Linked DNA regions of Sus scrofa: region 2 is linked to region 1. A link is a contact called in public HiChIP or PLAC-seq data. All regions are on one chromosome and are shown on one strand. The core of a region is the stretch at or near the end of the contact, and the rest is flanking DNA. Distances in the headings are between cores, read along the strand shown.

Evidence for each region. HiChIP or PLAC-seq counts read pairs in DNA pulled down with a chosen protein or histone mark.
Region 2: a contact with region 1 is called in an H3K27ac HiChIP or PLAC-seq map of alveolar macrophages. The contact joins the enhancer-like site here to the promoter of DIXDC1 in region 1. A contact is called at or near these places in 1 of 5 promoter capture datasets (liver), 11 of 47 Hi-C or Micro-C datasets (brain, embryonic fibroblasts, epiblast stem cells and 5 more) and 2 of 2 datasets of contacts at active chromatin or transcription factors (alveolar macrophages and skeletal muscle).

Annotation. Positions count from the first base shown.
Region 1 is chr9:39,664,190-39,668,665 of Sscrofa11.1, reverse strand. DIXDC1 (dixin) reads right to left here and starts at 2,212. Exons shown (of 23, transcript XM_003129869.5): 1 at 1,864-2,212. The coding sequence starts at 1,923.
Region 2 is chr9:39,700,243-39,704,138 of Sscrofa11.1, reverse strand. It overlaps DIXDC1 (dixin), which reads right to left. Exons shown (of 23, transcript XM_003129869.5): 6 at 3,468-3,580; 7 at 1,914-2,062. Among named protein-coding and RNA genes, the nearest start is that of DIXDC1, 36 kb to the right of the region's middle. Within about 2 kb of position 2,213, at least 19 of the 83 cell types and tissues checked have an H3K27ac peak or open chromatin away from gene starts, as enhancers often do. A contact at or near this core is called in alveolar macrophages, brain and liver, where this site is marked.

The DNA.
Region 1 (4,476 bases), core at 963-3,462:
AGACAGCCAAGCCTCTTGGTCTCCCTGGCTCTTCAGCTGAAAGGTTCAGAGATGAAATGAGCAGAAGGCAAAGACTAGGACTGACTCTGTGCTGGTTTCCTCCTCCCTTTAAGACCATGGATCCTGATCCCTGGGGGCTGACTTACAAAGAAGGGAGGACATAAGAAGGCCCAAGGAGCTTCTGTGAGGCTTGAGACAGGGGAGGCCCCAAGGCAGAGGGTGAGAATAGGGAACCAGGAATACTAGAAGCACTCAAGGAGTGGCTTCCTGGCTGGTCTGTTTCAACTCTCAGACTGTGGCTCTTTGTTAACAATTCCCTTCCACGTGATCAAAGGGGAATGATGCAAAGACGGGGAGACCCGCACTGCAGACGGGACACAAGCTCTGCCCTTCAGTGAAGGCTATGACACCCCTCAGCCAAAGGAAAACTCTGACTCAGTTAGTGAGGTGGGGATAGCATTTGCGCCGTTTTCCTCTGTGTCAAGAACAAGGCCGGGGCACCGGGGCCAGGACTGGGGAAGGATCTGAGGCAGGTCAGGCTGCAGAGCTTCTTAATTAAAAACAGCTATTAAGGAAAGAGCCTGCTGTGCAGATGTAGAAAGAAAATCTTATACACAAATTCATGAGAATGGCTACCTCTGGGGAAAAGGCCAGGATGGCAGGGGCGGCCAAAGCACTCAGTCTTGCCTGTGAGGTTCATCATCATGAAGAGAATGGATTCATATGTTAACTGTTTAATTAAAAACTGACTTTAAAAAATATTACACGTTTAGAATGGATAGGCAATGAGGTCCTGCTATATAGCACAGGGAACTATATCCAATCATTTGTGATAGAACATGATGGAAGATATAGGAGATAAAGGATGTATATATGTATAACTGGGTCAATATGCTGTACAGCAGAAATTGGCACAACATTGTAAATCAACTATAATAAAAAAAATCTTTAAAAAACGCCATAAAGGGAAGAGAGGGAGAGGTGGAAAGAAAAAGAGGGAGAAAGGAAGAAAGACAACCAACCATCTACCTCTCCTTGTAAGGGATGCTGGGATAAGGCAACCCACCGGGTGGGGCTCAGAAGCCATGGAGGACATCGGAGCCAACCACAAGGGACAAAGGTCTTAAACCCAAATGGTCTGGGTCACTAGAAAAGAAAACTGGATAAACACCAGAATTCTGAGAGAAAAGCAAGTGAAGAGAAAAAGACTGTCCGCCAGCCCTAGCCCACACTGCCTGTCCGACTGAGGCCCTAGGTCCCCCCTCTCACACCGAAAGGGGCAAACCCCAGCTCCCCTGAATCAGGCCCAGAAACCTCTCTCTCCTCTTAGGTCCCTCTGCCAAGCAGGCTGGTGGTTGGGGGGAATGCACTGCCCTGGATTTAGAAAGTGATGTGAACACGAAGTGGGCACTTCCTGCGGACCACCTACTCCTCCTGCCCTTGCTCAAACTTTCTACCAATGCATGCCACCTCCTTTGGCTCACCCACTTACTCCTCAAACAGAAGGAGCACCTCTGCCATATAGTCATGGGCTTCCCTGGGGATGTCCTGCGGGCAAAGCCCAGAGAGGGATGAGACCACTTCTTCTGGAAGGAGATGACCTCAGAATTCGTGGTCCTGTCTTCTGGGCACAGGCAAGCTACCAGGGAACGTCATTGCCCAGCTTGGCTGGAAGCAGTCGGCCCTTTTGATCCCTCCGGGTTCACCAGGCTCCTCTGTACTGTACCCACCCCCACCTTAGCTTGGGGTTCTGCAGGGGGTTGTTCTGGGTCCGGTAAGGATGCAGGCGGAGGAGGACCCCTTCCAGAGATGAGGCTGGAGGCGTTAAGGCAGGGGGAGCTGGGGAGTGGGAGGAGCAGTTACCTCATTGAAGCCCTCCTGCAGAACGTCCAGTAAGTTCCCCCGGGTCAAACAGGCTAGCATTGTTCCTGCCGGCCCCCCGGGCGGGGTCTCCGGGCCGGCGGCCGCCGCCTCCTCCTCCCCGTGCACACAAAGACTCCCGGCTCAGCTCATTGGGATGTCTCCGGAGTCCCGCATGCCACTTACTGGAAACCCAGACCCGGGCCAAACTAGCGGCCTCCACTGGGCATGCTCGCACCGGGGATCTGCAGGAGGGGCCCCGCGCTGTCGCGGTTCCTATAGAAACTGCTGGGCGCGCACCAGGCGGAGGGGCGCTGGCTGGGGGCCCCCTGCCCGGCGTGCGTCAGGGAGAGCCCCGCGCCGCGCGCACACACGCACACGCACACGCTCACACACCGGGCCGGGGGTCGGGCGTGGGGAGCGGCGGCGTATGTGCCTGCGCTGCAGACACACACATACAGCAGGGCTGCTGGAGCGTGCGCGCCCCCCCGCCCCCCGCCCCAATACACACGGACGCACAGGGGGTATGGCTGCGTGTGGATGCCCTACACACACACACACACACACACACACACACACACACTCTTTCTCTCTCTCTCTCTCTCCTCTCTCTCTCTCTCTCTCTATCTCTTTCTCTGATGGCTAAAGAACTCAAGCTCCCCACCACAAGGCAAGGTGGCTGGGAAGGGGAGTGAATCATAGATTTTTACTCCCAGACTAGCTTTTTAACCCCCAGCAACCTTTTCCCATATGGGGCCTGGACAGTGAGGTTAGGCTAAAGAAGGGGTATCAAGAAGGGACAGACACAAAGAGAGGGTAGAGCGCTTTAGTTATTGATGTTATTGGGGTACATTTAATAAAGTGGTGCTAAACCAATCACAGGATCAAAATAGGGACATCAAGGGTAAACCAAGGATGAAGAAGTCTTTACCAAAAAAGTTTCTTTCTTTTGAAAATAAGCGCTAAAATGTGAAACCATATTTTAAATGAGTTTTAACTTAATTAAATGGGTTTTAATGAAAATAATTGTACAATGTCCTGGTGCACTGGAAAGGGTTAGGTAAGAGCTTCCTCAAACAAACAGAGAGCTCTTCCCCTTTGTTTCTGGTTATTCCAGTCACAGTCTTGATTATTTATTTTTAAAAATACTAGTCATCTGTGTCCTTGGTGCACACTCTTGTTTCTATAGGAAAACTGGAAGCTGAAAGAACACCCATATTATGTTACACCTCGTGATCCCAGATGGGAGGGAAGGGTTTACTGGGTGTTAAGGCTCAGAGAAGGTCAGGCCTTGCCCAAGGACACAGCTGGTTAGTGAGAGACTGTTTGAGAAGTTAGGACTCTATTTTTTCTTTCTTCTTTTTTGCTTTTTAGGGCTGCACCTGTGGCATATAGAAGTTCCCAGGCCAGGGGTCCAATCAGAGCTGCAGTTGCCAGCCTACACCACAGCCACGGCAATGCAGGATCCAAGTCGTATCTGTGACCTACACTGCAGCTCACAGCAACACCAGATCCTTAACCCACTGAGCGAGGCCAGGGATCAAACCCACATCCTCATGGGTACTAGTTAGATTTGTTTCCACTGCTCCACAACAGGAACTCCAGAAGTTAGGACTCTACAGGAGTGATTTTCCAAAGGCACAGATTCCCTCCTCAAATCCCCATTAGTACCTTAGCGAGAAAAGTCAGTAATGGCTTTTATTCAACCTAACCTCATCCTCGGGTCACTAGAGAAGAACGTCCTTACTTAGAACGGCCAGAACTGGCTACATCTTGCCTGAATGTCTAAAGCTGCTAAACACAAAGATGCTTCTGAGAAAAGACACACCTCCCTCTGACCACAGCAAGCAGGAAACAGAAGTCAGCCAAGGTGTTAAATGGCTGTTGCTGGTTGAATGCTGTGGGTTCAATTCTGGCTAAGGCTGGGGAAAAGCCATGACACTGGATCAAACTGAACCTAAACAGCCCACAAGTCAGAAGACCACTGTCCTTCATCATCTAGCTTGGAAATTTGGTTGCTAAGAACTCCCCTCACCACCACCCTAGTCCATGGTGTAATGGACTCATGGTATAAGTGACTCAACACTCAGTTGAGTCACTAACCCATGTTAATGCAACAAGGCCCTTTTAAAGAGAAGTATAAAACTTCCAAGAGCATAAAATTGCATGCAACACATCTACATACATGGTGTGCAAAACCAGAACACCTAATTGGTGGATCCCTGGAGAGAGGGTTCTGACTGGTTGATAGCCAGTCATGCTTTGGACACAGCAAAAAATATTGAGACATGAGAGGAAGTTCCTGCTGACAGTTATCTAGGCCAAGAGATCACTGTTTCTTAAACAAGCTATTTATCAAAGTAGGACCTGTGAGCTCAAGTTTCTTGGGAAAAGACTTATTAAAGCACTGAATTCAAAGCTCCAAAAAAAAAGATTTCATCTGTAGTTCCCACTGTGGTGCAACAGGAATGGTGGCATCTCTGTGGGTTTGATCTCCAGTCCAGCAGAGTGGGCTAAAAGATCCAGCAATGCGGCAGCTGCAGCAGAGGCATACGTCACTGCTGTGGCTCAAATTCAGTCCCTTGCCCAGGAACCTCCATGTGCCGCAAGTGCGGC
Region 2 (3,896 bases), core at 964-3,463, 35 kb before region 1:
GAGGGGCAAAAAAATTTTTTAAAAATTAAAAAAATAGGAGTTTCCATCATGGCTCAGTGGAAACGAATCTGACTAGTATCCATGAGGACGAAGGTTCCATCTCCGGCCTTGCTCAGTGGGTTAAGGATCCAGCATTGCTGCGAGCTGTGGTGTATGTTTCAGATGCGGCTTGGATCTGGCATTGCTGTGGCTGTGGTGTAGGCCGGTGGCTACAGCTCCAACTCGATCCCTAGCCTGGGAACCTCCATAGGCCGCGGGTATGGCCCTAAAAAGACAAAAAAAAAAATTAATTAAAAAAAAAACAATCAATCGAATTTGGTTATCCCATGGATTTCTGTGGAACAAGGTAAAAAAATGTAAGAAGCCACAAGGCCACAGGGAGCTACACTACAGAAATACCGACTATGAGGGCAAAGTGTTCACCAGGCTCTAATAAAGGCCACTAACAAGGAGGAAACCCTGGACATGGCTCAGAATGCAATTTGTTCACCACTGAAAGAGTTAAGAAATCCAGTGGATGCTGTGAGCCCCATTGTATTCTGTAATGGAACTGAATTCTCATTGTGATCATGTGGCTGTGAACTCAAACCCCTCTGTTTGCAGGGAATATCAGGATGCTGACTTTCTGCCTGTTGATTCTCTTCTTTTTCTGTCTCATCTGCCACTGGATTTCTCCCAGGTTGAAAACATGCAAACCAAACGGAAAACCAAACTGAAGGAGATCTAGTTCATATAATGATAATCCTGGGAAAAACCTGGTTGAGTGTAATCCCAATGTTCTCCGGGCTTTAATCCTTCCTATTAAAGGACAGCGCGCACACACACACACACACACACACACACACACACACACACACAAAACCATTCCATTAGTTAAACCATTCCTTAATGGAGTGACAGCAAAGGGAACTAAAAGTCAGACATTTAAAAATACAGAGCCAATGGGGGAAGATCAACAATTCTGCTTGGGAATGTTTGGACAGTAAACATCCCTCCAACCCCTTTAGTTCCTTCGGCATACATTATGCAAATGGTTTAACCAAAGCACCAATCCCCCTTTTTTTTTCTTTAGGAGCCCTTTGTGTCCCCACCCTGTTGCTGCTGGCTAGGAGCATGCCCTTCACCGCCTGCCGGCTGCCAGAGCCACTCACATAATGTGGGCTTTGTTTACGTGTCCATAAATATTTGACAATTCAGAAGCAGTGCAGTTCCCAGCACAAACAGAAAGAAATACTCCTAGGCAATTTCAGGGTCATCGGAACACTACAAGGGCTCCCCCAAACAGGACAGATACACAAAGACAGAGGACTGGGGGGTCATTCAGGGTAGGGACTAAGTCAAGTGGGTCAGTTGGCCTCTGGGGGGAGATTTGCTGGCACCAAAGGTATAGGAAAAACTGAAGGGCCTTGTTGCTCAAGGCAAACCTCTTCTACCTGATCCTTATGCCTCGGCTTTCACTTATAAAAGCAGTAAGAGTGAGCTAAATCCCTTAGCTAGACACAGGCGAGACCCATAGCACTAGTGGCCTTTACAGCCTTTCTGCTTCTGGTGAATTTCTAGGAGAAAATCCTGACTCTTCACAATGTCATTCCCCAGTGAAAACTGCCATTGCAGGTCCTTGGCTGCAGACAGTGGAGAAACCCACCTACGAAGCAGAAAGCCAGAGTCCAGGTTCGGTCAGGGTCGATATGGCCCCCAGGCTTACAGAACTCCTAACAGCTGTGCTGTAAACAAGAGTCCATGAAGTCGACCTGCGCCTACTCACATGGAAGGACTTTGCTTCTCATACTCTACCACCTCTATCTAAACTCCCCATTCCAATGTCATAAACTGAGACTGTTTTCTTTCAACTGCTCCTAGTGACTTAAAAACAATAACCAATTGGTACACCCAAGACAAACTACAAAAGCTACCTGTAATCCCGATATCATTTTCTTGGCTTCCTCCATTTCTTTTTCCAAATGTTCTTGTTGTTCCAATAGCTGTTCCTCCCATGAAGTCTCCAGATAGGTCCCGGGGCTGCCTGGTCGCCAGTCCCGGGATAACGGTGAATCTATCTCTTCTGCAAGAGGAAAGGAGGGAGTACAGCTCATGTTGAAGAAAACTGAGTTTCTGGCAAAAAGCATTCACAGTCCGCTGCCTTCACAGGTTCAGGTCACCTGCTTTCTGAACGGGCCCTCACTGCACAAACTGGACTCGTCACCAGGTGGCGTTTTGAGACAGAAAGAACTGGCCCTTAACTCGGACCCCAGGCAGCAAGGCTTACTCCTCCGGGCAGATCTATCCTCTTTAGAACCTTAGGCAAGCAGTAAGACTCCCTTCCTGGGAATCTTGCTATGGGCCAGATTTTACTCTTAAGTCTCTAGAACTGGCCTACCCAGAGCTTGATCCTGCAGCTACAAAGGCGGAAGCTGTCAGAAACAAAGAAAATAAAATTCCCGTTGGTTGCTCTGGAGCTTGAGAGGGGAGACCTCAAGTCAAATTCCTTTGACTATTTTGTGGTCACGACTGAAGCCCGTTCACACATAACACTGTGTGAGCCACAAGGGAAACAAACCAGTAAAAGCACACTTGTACAAATTGTTTTCACCTCTCTCTCTCTTTCTGGTTTTATTTTCCTATCTTTACAGTCTCTTTGCTCTGATTTCATTCATAAGGATGAATATAAGTCTAATCCCTCTGGGTTGTTGTGCGATTAAATGAGGTAACCTCTGTGCAGGGCCCGGTGGTGCCTGGCAAGCACTCAGTAAATGCCCCCTCCTCCCTCCCCAGGGTACCAGGAGTTTCTGACTCAGTAACAAACTGACTTTTTGGTACTAATGCCAGGGCTAGATGGGGAGTGGAAACAGGAAGAACCGAATTCCAGTTTTCCTTCTGGGGGCTTCAGTTTCATTATATCCCTTATAGGCAAATAAAACTCTAAATCATGTGCTTTGCTTCTTCCATGCTTTCCTCTGTGTTTATATAAGAAAAAGGAGACCAGTTGAGACGAAGGAAGAAGTCTAAACAAAGGGAACTCTTTGTGGTCCTTTCTGTTGCCCTTATACCAAACATGATGCAGACCTGCTTTCTCCTGGATGTTCTAGCTTCTACTATATATTCATGGCCCCAATTTAAGCTAGGAAAGCACTGAAATTATTTGTATAACACAGACATAATGAAAACTGTTTACTTGAGTTGGCTTCTGGCCATTCCAAAGTCATCTCCTAATTCACAGGCGGCATCTGGGGAACAGCCTGTCTATGCTGCTTCCGGACACTGTCCGCTAGAATATCAGAAGGGACCATCCGTGAGAAGATACTACAGTCACTGGCTCCAAAGCATTACCGCCCTCGAGAGTGGACCCTGCATGCTCAGACTATGAGGGGAGAAGGTCAGGGAGCTTACATGTAGACAGTCAGGACCCCCACACTCATCTAGCTGAGGGCTGTTCCTTAAGCCAACAGAGGCAGGCTGAGCAACAGTACCTGTTCTGTTCTCTATTCCTTCAGAGGGAATGATCACGAAATCTGCCTTCTCCTCCGACTGGGTTATAATGGATTCACTCTTCGCACTGTGGATAGGACTGGGGGAAGTCAGGCTACGACCAAAGAAAAAAGAAGAGAAACAATTTATTGATAAGAGTTGTCTAGAAACCGACATTCCTAATTTATCCCAGAGACTTCTTATTAATCTAACTCCTATTGTCTAAGATCGTGCCTGGCCCATGGCAAGAACAAATATTTGTTGAATGAATGATGAACTTGTTAAATGAATGAACCACCCAGTCCCAGATGTCTTTTCCACAAAGAGGCTGCCTTTAAGCCTAATGCATGGAGAGAGTTATCAGAAGGATGGATAATCCAGCGTTTTAAAGAGCTCCAAGTTTTTATTACTTCCACCACCACCACCTCTTC